Linked DNA regions of Triticum aestivum: region 2 is linked to region 1. A link is a contact called in public Hi-C data. All regions are on one chromosome and are shown on one strand. The core of a region is the stretch at or near the end of the contact, and the rest is flanking DNA. Distances in the headings are between cores, read along the strand shown.

Region 1 (5,448 bases), core at 1,701-4,200:
CTATATTTTAACAATATATACGTTGCAGGTTGCTGTGATGAAAAACAATCTTTTGATATTTTGCGAAGCAATGCAAAATTGAATGATATGATTTGGAGTGAAGCACAATAAGCCGTTGGAGATGTAGCCATTTGAACTAACTGTGACCGCTTCAAATGTTAGTTATAGGAATACAGCCACAAGCAACAACAAACAATAAGAAACCGGTACATATATCTAGCAAATTGTATCACTTTCTCCCTTTAGAAAAGGCACACTAAGCAGAGCAATTAAATTTATCCTCCCTGCAAGCACACACACCCCTATCCCTCCCAGCACAGAGCAGAGCACACGGTAGCAGCAGATGCAGATAATTGGCAATCGGGAAGATGCAATCAGCACCAGCTGTTGCAATCGGCCCAAATCGCCAACTATCAGCAGAAAACAGGCATAACTAACCCACTGTGGCCTCTCCTTCACCGAGCCCTTTCTCTCAATCTAGGAGGAAGTAGGGGAATTGCTGGAGAGCGTTGTGCACTTCTAGCAGAGTTTGTTGTGCACTTCTAGCAGAGTTTTTTGCTCGTCAAACTAAACTTTCACTGGACTACGTGCTTTTAAGTTGACACTTTCACTGCACTATGTGCTTTTGACGAATTGCTTCTGTCGCAGGTGACATCCACTTGGCAATGTTTCGGGTGAGGAAGACAATCGTCGATGTGGCAGCCGAGGCCACCAAAGATGACCAGCAGGAAGCTGAGACTGTGCTGGCAAGTGCAGTTCAAGAAACAAGCTAGTCTACCTTACCTTTCAAAATAAGAGTGCAAAATAGTGCATCATGGTAATATGCAGTCCCCGTCTCAGGATCAACGAAATATGTAGCTAGGCAGAAATAGCATGTACGAGTAAAGAGTAACTTGCAACATGTCATGCTCAAGGAACAGGTCATTCAAACAAACACACGCTAAATTTCACGCCAAAGCCTGATCTGACCCATACAATTTTTGCAAAACATAGGCAGACTGTTTCTGCTTTGTCAATGTCCAACGACCATGGAATGGCAAACCGTTGAGAGAAGTAAAGGCGATGCCAGAAAACATTTCAAACAATTCGTTTGCAAAACTAGCGTCAGACTGGCATCATAAACAACACGTAATCTACAGATGAAATAGGTTATAAAAGAGCTGACAAAGAAGGAAATGCTGGTCAGCTCTTCAGTGATCTAAACGCTCTACAGACAAGTAACAGCTACAAGGGTCTAACAATAGCCAGCGCATAGAAATGTGAGTCCACTGTAATATCAGGTTCATAGGATAGGTATATCACAGGAATAGAAAACTGCAGGGAATTAGATGTCATTGCAGGAAATGAGATAACATGTATCTCGAATCCTATGATTAGGAATAGGAAATAATATTTTCCATGAGTCTAGGCTAATTCTTATTTTCCTGTGAAATAATTCCTGTCTATGAATAGAATTATATATTCCTACAAACCAAAGGGCTCTAAATGAAATGAGGCCTAAGAGGTATGGCAACAAATGGGATTGTTAGGATTGGTTTCTCTCCACAGATGAACAATCAACTACTGTATCAGAATGGACATTATAAACATCGCATGGTTACAGGTTGAACCCTAAGACGGCTAAAATCGGATGCACCATAAAAGCAAAGCTGCCCAAGAGACGTGAGGAAATGCTGACCCTCTGCTACTCTAGGTAGAAAATGCTTTAAAGCACCAAAAGGCCAAAGCGCAAGGCCCATAAACTGGGTCATGAATCGCTAAATCGCCATAACTGGGAAAGATATACATCATATTAGCATCAATGATGACAACATCCATTCGAGGGACAAGCTTGGAACAAGCTTTTCCGGACGGAGGGAGTATGATTTCTAGCGCAGAGATCACTAATCTTGGCAGTGGATACAGATAAATAGCGGAACCAAAACTATAAGAAACTGTAAGATCACAGCAACAGAAGCATGAATCTACAAAGCTACTAGCAGCCTAGGGGCATGTTTGATTTATATACCTCCAAACTGCACTAGCAGCCAAATTTTCCAATATAAAACCAAACACTAGTCCACAAAATGATCGGCATATCGCAACTCTTGTTATGTGCAAAGCTTGTACTATCAGATCAACTAAAATTCACGCGCAAACAGGTCCAAGCAATTAAGAAAAGTTTATCCGAACGTCCAGTCTCATCATTAACATAATGATAAACATAACATAATCCCTTTAACTAGGCATGAAGCAAAATGATATTGCACGGGCACCTCACAATCCATTTCGTTGACAAAAAGATGGGAAACTACTAGCCGCAAAAGGTAGATAGATAAGTAGACAAGCAGTACGCCACCGTCGCCATACCCAAGAGGACTTCTCGCAGAGATCAACGGTAAGACTTCTGGAAACGCGCGCGGGCGCCACGACCGCCGAACTTCTTGGGCTCGCAGCGGCGCGGGTCGGCGACGAGGAGCGTCCGGTCGTAGCGGCCGAAGATCTCCTTCACCTCCTTCTTGGCCGCCTCGTCGACGTACTTCTGGTAGTAGGCGACGAGCGACTTGGCGATGGCCTGGCGGATGGAGTAGATCTGGCTCGTCTTCCCGCCGCCGCGAACGCGGATGCGCATGTCGATGTCCTTGAAGCGGGACCTGCCGGCAAGCAGGATCGGCTCGAAGGCCTTCAGACGGAGCATCTCAGGGCGGATGAGCTCGATCGGCGCGCCGTTGACCTTGATGAGGCCGCGCCCGGGCTTGCAGTAGGCCACGGCGACGGCGGTCTTCTTCCGGCCGAAGCACTGGACGGTGCCCGGCGTCGGGCGGGTGAGAACGGCTGCCATGGTGGCTGCGGCGGTGTGCTTGGTTGCTGTGAGCGCGGCGGTGTGCTTGGCTGCTGGTAGCGCGGCGGCGAGGCGGCGCGGGTCGGGGTTTCGGGTGGCGGCGGAGAGGCGACGAAGAAGACGAGAGATCGTTTATATAGCGTGGAGGCGTTAGGGTTCCGGGCAGCAGTATCTATGACATGTGGGACCATGCTGAAAGGATCTGGGTTGACAGGAATCAGTTGGACTCTATGTGGGCCTTGAACACAGGGCTTCTTCCAGCCTATGGGGACTTTGAAGTCCCAGTGACTCTGACTTGAGTGAGGTGGAGGAGGAGGGAGCTAGGGTTTCGGCCCAAGCACTATTTGACCAAATCCGAGCGAGCCGTGCGGCGTTGCCACCATTGTCACCGCTGTGCTCTTATTATTCCTCAAAAAGTGCTCCCTCCGTTCCATAATGTAAAATATTTTCTGATATTAGTGTAGTGTCAAAAAACATCTTATATTATGAGATGAAAGGATTAGTGTATAATACTACTCCCTCCATTCTAAAATAGATGACCCAACTTTATACTAAAGTTAGTACAAAGTTGGGTCATTTATTTTGGAACGGAGGGAGTACTTTCATAACGCAGCCCCATTCCTAAAAAAAATCATAGTATTATAGGTTAGTATAAAGAACACCAGAAGTAAAAAAAAATGCATCTAGTTCTGTGAACCATCTAGCGACGATTACTAATACTGGAGCGAGTGATACGCTTCCAATATATTTATAATTTTTGATTGTTTCATGCTATTATATTATCCATCTTGAATATTTTATATGCATTCATATGATATTTTATATTATTTTGCGGGCTAACCTATTAACCTAGAGCCTAGTGTTAGTTTTCTGTTTTTCCTTGTTTTTGAGTTTTACAGGAAAGGAATATCAAACGGAGTCCAATTGACCTGGAAATTTACGGTGATTTTTTATGGACCAGAAGAAGCCCCCGAAGTAAAAGAGTTGGGCCAGAAGAGTCCCGAGTCATCCACAAGGTGGAGGGCGTGCCCCCCCCCCAGGGCGCACTCTTCGGTCTTGTAGGCTCCTCGTGGACACCCCTGACTTATCCCGACGCCAAAAATTATTATAAATATATAAACCCCCACAAATAAACCTAGATTGGGAGTTCCGCCGCCGCAAGCCTCTGTAGCCACGAAAACCAATCGGAAGTCTGTTCCGGCACCCTGCCGAAGGGAGGAAACCATCACCGGTGGCCATCTTCATCATCCCGACACTCTCCATGATGAGGAGGGAGTAGTTCATCCTCGGGGCTGAGGGTATGTACCAGTAGCTATGTGTTTGATCTCTCTCTCTCTCTCTCTCTCTCTCTCTTTCTCTCTCTCTCTCTCTCGTGTTCTTGATTTGGCATGATCTTGATGTATCGCGAGCTTTGTTATTATAATTGGATCTTATGATGTTTCTCCCCCTCTACCTTCTTGTAATGGATTGAGTTTTTTCTTTGAAGTTATCTTATCGGAATGAGTCTTTAAGAATTTGAGAACACTTGATGTATGTCTCGCATGTGCTTATCTGTGGTAACAATGGGATATTCATGTGATCCACTTGATGTATATTTTGGTGATCAACTTGCAGGTTCTATGACCTTATGAACTTATGCATAGGGGTTGACACACGTTTTCGTCTTGACTCTCCGGTAGAAACTTTGGGGCGCTCTTTGAAGTTCTTTGTGTTGGTTTGAATAGATGAATCTGAGATTGTGTGATGTGTATCGTATAATCAAACTCGCGGATACTTGTGGTGACATTGGAGTATCTAGGTGACATTAGGATTTTGGTTGATGTGTGTCTGAAGGTGTTATTTTAGTACGAACTCTAGGGTTATTTGTGACACATACAAGAATAGCTCAATAGATCGATCAAAAAGAATAACTTTGAGGTGGTTTCGTACCCTACAATAATCTCTTCGTTTGTTCTCCCTTATTAGTGACTTTGTTGAGGGATTGTTACATGATCATGTTATCATTGTTGAGAGAACTTGCACTAGTGAAAGTATGAACCCTAGGCCTTGTTTCGAAGCATTGCAATATCATTTTCGCTCACTTTTGTTACTTGCTACCTTGTTGCTTTTATATTTTCAGATTACAAAAAACCATATCTACTATCCATATTGCATTTGTATCACCATCTCTTTGCCGAACTAGTGCACCTATACGATTTACCATCGTATTGGGTGTGTTGGAGACACAAGAGACTTTTTGTTATTTGGTTGCAGGGTTGTTTTAGAGAGACCATCTTTATCCTACGCCTCCCACGGATTGATAAACCTTAGGTCATCCGCTTGAGAGAAATTTGCTACTGTCCTACAAAACTCGGCGCTTGGAGGCCCAACATGAGTCTATAAGAAGAAGGTTGCATAGTAGTCATCAAGCTCTTTTCTGGCGCTGTTGCCAGGGAGGCTACGTAAGCAGCATTCACATCCCGTCAAAGAAGCTCTTTTTTGGCGTCGTTGCCGGGGAGGTGAGTGCTTGAAGGTATATCTTTAGATCTTGCAATTGAATCTGTTAGTTTCTTGTTTTATCACTAGTTTAGTTCATAAAAGAAAAACTACAAAAAAAGGAATTGAGGTTGCCTCATATGCTTCATCTT
Region 2 (4,805 bases), core at 779-3,278, 130 kb before region 1:
ACCAAATCTCGATGCTCTTGGTAGTTTCTGCTGCATTTTCTGCCCAATGCATGTAATGGAACTTTGTGTTTGGCTGGGAGTATCTACTTTCTATTACCAACCAAATCTCTCTCTGCCTGCTTTGCATTTCCGTTTGTGCTATATATTGTCTACTACCGGTTTAGCTAAAACAGGAAAATGTGGGGTTCTTTGCATTTCCGTCTGTGCTATGTATTTTCTACTACTGGATTCTTATATGCAATTATGTACAGTTCTCTTCCCCCCTTTAGTTTCTCACATTTCTCCTTCATCTTCCTGTGACTGTATTTTTCTCTTGTGGGCAAAGAGTACTTGTCCTTCAAGTAGATAGGTATGATTATACAATTGCTTGGTCTTCCGTGCTTATTAAAGATGATCATGGTGTTAATTGAAAGGATTTTCTCCTGGCTGCTTTACACTGACTTTTTTTCTATTTAAAAAATTGGTACGAGTACGTTGCAACAAAGACAATGTTGGTCCATAGAGTCCTACATTCCTTTCCCGGTGAGTCTACATTGTTGCATGTCAGGTAGCATACATACTTCTTTTTCTTTGGCATCCACATTAACTTCTGCCCCATCCATGCTGAAATCTATTGAAACATATCCCTTACTGTATATTGTTCTGTTAGTGAGCCAATTGTTTCCCATCGGCTGATTTTCAGTTTGAGGCTGGAAAAATCTATCCATGCTAACTCCCCCTCTTACCTATTGAATGAATTTAGTTAAAACATTCATCTATTATTTCAGGAACACCCCCTTGGGTATGCAGCAGCGATTTCCTATGTTGAATATTGTTCATTACAACAATGAAATCAACCTGCAGACTCAGCTTGCAAAGGTGGAGATGGAGAGAAAGTTGTTGATGCTCAAGCCATGCGATTATGTATGGAGCAAGATGAACCTACCCACTTTTGTATGGTTTATTCTTAGGTTGTGTATTGTGGCATTGACACGATTTTTTTATTGTTGCTAATGTTGACCATTCATGAATGTTCAATTGTTTAGAGTTGAATTTGAGGATATAGCAGCGATACAAGAAAAAAGTTGTGATGCATCTGTTTTATTTCTTAGTTTTCTTACAAATATCAACAGATCTTCAATGTTTTCTTTAGAGAATAGATCACCATTAGTTTGGATCTCACATATGTTTGGTTAAGTTGTGATTCTAAAATATGTGTTCCTATCAAGTCAATTAGTTATAACATGCAAAAGGAATCAATAATTGATTACCTTTGATATACTTGGTTAAATTAATGCCTTTAATCTATCATATTGTTTGAAATAACAAATATCGAAAATGTGCCAGGACTGCCCTGCGTGCAAGGTGACCTTCCTATCTCACGTCATCGCTTGGGCTTGCTTTTCGATCTAATAACCCAACTATTTGTACCTACTTTATGAGGACCGATCGCCTTGACTTACATTTGGAACCAAATATATATTCCTCTTTATCATGAACTTTCAAATCAATTGTTATATTGATTAAATGTACTTGCTTTTTTTGGTATATCTAATGCTTTGATTAAACGACAAGACAAAATGTTGAGCCAGACACTATTAGATAATGATTTGGTGTATGACAATGCATTGAACCCATATCATGCTATTTTTTATATTTACGATGCTTGGATGATCGAATTGGATATGACTTGCTGGCAGCGGTGCTGCCGGGTGCGGCAAGCCGCACTTCCTACCTAGTAAATAAGAACTCGCATGAAGGCATTGAAGTCCTAATTGAGCTAACCACATCACCCGATCACCTCACAGAGATGCTAAACTGCAGGCTCCTAATCGTATGAACCAAGGGCAATTCTGAAGACGACAAATCGGACACTAGACATCCATCTAGACGCGGACGTAATCATACCCATAGTTCTCCGGCGCCCAGAGGAACGCTGGGGCCGTCACCGGAGCCGCCGCCGCCGCAGCGGCCAAGTGCGCTGCCACCAGCATCACGACCGCCACCGCCGCGAAGGCCGCCGAAGCAGCCATCTGACAGTGTTGTGATTAGTTAGCGCATATTAATTAGAGGGAAATCTCCCCTTGTCCTGCGGCATGCAGGCGTCTTGTAGCAACCGACACATCTCTTTTCCCCTCCTCTAACCGTTGCATCGGTTCCAACCATCGCGTCTTGTGCGATGCGTCTCTTCCAAACATATATAAGCTGTACTATTTCTATCAATCAATACAAGTTGATCTTTTCATTCGATAACACGCTCTGCCGAGAGCACAGGAAGGCCTCGCCGACGGTGAGATGCCTGGACTCATCTCTTTCTTCCTCCGCCTCATCCGTGAGGACGGCCGCCGTCGCCGTTTCACAGCCCGTGGCCATTATGGAGTAGGCGGGCGCCGTCGCCGCCGATTCGGACGCCGTGGCGCTGGACAAGGCCACCATGCCGCTATACGCGGCCCTCGACGTGGCCTCCGCGCCCCCAGACACGGCCATCGCGCCGCTGCTCCCGGTGACCACGCCCCAACGGTGGCCAGCCCCAGCGCGCCTCCCGCACATGCAGGAGAAGAGATCCCCGGGCCCATGCTCGCGGCTCCAACGTGGATTCCGCCTCCGCCTCCAGCGCCGACTGACGAGCCCGGCTTCTTCGTCTTTGTGCCGTTCCCGAACGGCGCCGGAGGGACGATCCAAGCCGCTGGCCCGACGCCGGTCGCGCAGCCTGAAGACGTGGACGCCGGCCCGAGTCGCAGCGCCACCGAGCACCCGCACGCCTCCACCTCCGTGCTGGACGAGGCACCGTCATCCCCGCGCGCGGTCGCCCGACCGCGCCTCCAGGACTCCGCAAGCATGGAGGGACGCCGCCGCCTCTTCAGTCGCGCCATCACCGCCATCGACCGCCGTGAAAGCAGCCACTCCGGCCTTGCCTCCGATCTGCCGAACGGCGTCCCTGCCGGCGTCGTCTACATCTCCTCGTCCGAGGAAGAAGGAGGCACGTCGGCGACCACTTTGTGAGAAGCAGCAATGGAGTGTGTGGGGGTGGCGGCGCACAGGAGTTGGTCGGGAGGATTGGGATCCCTCGATCCCTAATCACCAGCCGTATAAAGGCCAGCCGACCGCCCCCACTCCACGTGGGCTTTGGGCCTGTGCCCAGATAGTCCCTGGCTACGGGCTGAATTGCAGAAATTTCTCTATCTTTCTTCTGTTTAATCCTTTTAACAGTAGTTGTAGCAGTAATTTATCACTGTTTTAGTACTGTTTAGCCTATGTACATGTAGTTATTTACATTCTAGTCTGGTATTTAGATTTACTCTATTTTAGGACTTGTGTAAATATTTGTAGGCTGTTTACATTATGTAATGTATTTGATAATGTAAATAAAGGACCAACATTATCTAGAAATGTCATGTTCAATGTGTTTACCACATTCCAATTTTCTAGAACATGTTCCAACGATTGAGATTAATTTCTCTCGTACAACAAACTTGCAAATTTTTGATACACGCCTCCCTCATTATATTTGGAATCACGGTCTATATTTTGTCCAATTCGACAAATGATTACCTTGAATGTGCATTTCCTTATATTTGAATTGATAACATACACACAGTAATAGAAACAAATGCATCTACTGACATTGTCAGATTATGTAGCCTATTACTGTGAGATCCATGCGATCTTGGACGTGTTATGTTCAATCAATTGAGGTCTACATTATTCAAGTTCTTCACTTGAGTATCAAATTTTGCACCATTATTACAATACAACCATGATGGTTTTTAATTTACCCTAGTAAATTAATTATCTCTGGTTCATCCATGTAGGTAAACGATGACCGCAAAAGAATTTGAGGAGCTTGCCCTCAATGGCCACAACTACCCTACATGGGCCATGGACGTCAAGATCAGTCTTGCTTCCCGTGGGATAGCGCGTGCAATCCAGGACCCGGAGACTCCTCTACCGGCCGGAACCACGCCGCTGATAGAACAACAAAACTATGCAACTTTATACATCATAAGGCATCATATTCACCCAGATCTTAAGTCTGAGTACTTAGAGGAGGAATCTCCCAGTACTCTGTTTCTAGCCCTCAAAACAAGATATGAACAGCAGAAGGCAGTTGTCCTGCCAGAAGCACTCCATGATTGGACTCACCTTCGTCTTCAGGATTTCAAGTCCATCGGTGAGTACAACCACAAGGTTCATAAGATAAGTTCCAAACTGCGCTTTTGCGGGAAGGAACCTACTGACGCGGAGAAGATAGAGAAAACTTTATCTACTATGCTCCCTTCAGACAGGATCCTCCAGCAGCAATACCGTGCTCGCAACTATACTGTCTATTCCGAGCTTATTCATATGTTACTTCAGGCTGAAAAGCATGATGAGCTACTCGCTAAGAATGGCTCTCAACGCCCAGTTGGGGCACAACCTTTACCTGAAGTTCATATGAATGTCGCGAATAGACAGAAGTTTGATGGTGCCTTTAGAGGCAATCAATCAAATGTCCAGAACAAGCGAAAGCGCATTAGGAACAGGAGGTCTAGGAACTCAGACAAGGGAAAAGGCACTGCAAAGCCCAAGCATGATAAATCTCTGCTTTGCAACAAGTGTGGATGCTACACGCACCCCACCGACAAGTGCAAGATCCCAAAGCATCTGGTTATGTTGTACCAGCAATCTCAGGGACGCAAAGCACCTCAAGGGAAGAGGTTCGAAGCCAATTTCAACCTTCATTCAGACAGCACCAATGGAGCCGCTAGTTCGCACGACGTTCCTCCTGGACCGAGCAACACCATTGCGTTCCATCAACCAGAGGACCTTGCTGACACGGAAAACAT

Evidence for each region. Hi-C and Micro-C count contacts between places; a contact is called where the count stands out from the background.
Region 2: a contact with region 1 is called in a Hi-C map of leaf, with 2.9 times the contacts expected there. The contact joins the promoter of LOC123091642 here to the promoter of LOC123091641 in region 1. A contact is called at or near these places in 2 of 5 Hi-C or Micro-C datasets (both in leaf).

The regions. Positions count from the first base shown.
Region 1 is chr4B:173,154,332-173,159,779 of IWGSC CS RefSeq v2.1, reverse strand. LOC123091641 (40S ribosomal protein S16) reads right to left here and starts at 2,950. Exons shown (of 1, transcript XM_044513208.1): 1 at 2,162-2,950. The coding sequence starts at 2,821. The coding sequence ends at 2,372. It overlaps LOC123091640, which reads left to right. Exons shown (of 5, transcript XM_044513206.1): 5 at 649-990. The coding sequence ends at 773.
Region 2 is chr4B:173,283,138-173,287,942 of IWGSC CS RefSeq v2.1, reverse strand. It overlaps LOC123091642, which reads right to left and starts at 2,028. Exons shown (of 9, transcript XM_044513209.1): 1 at 1,888-2,028. The coding sequence starts at 2,012. LOC123091643 (a long non-coding RNA gene) reads left to right here. Exons shown (of 5, transcript XR_006443386.1): 5 at 1-1,083.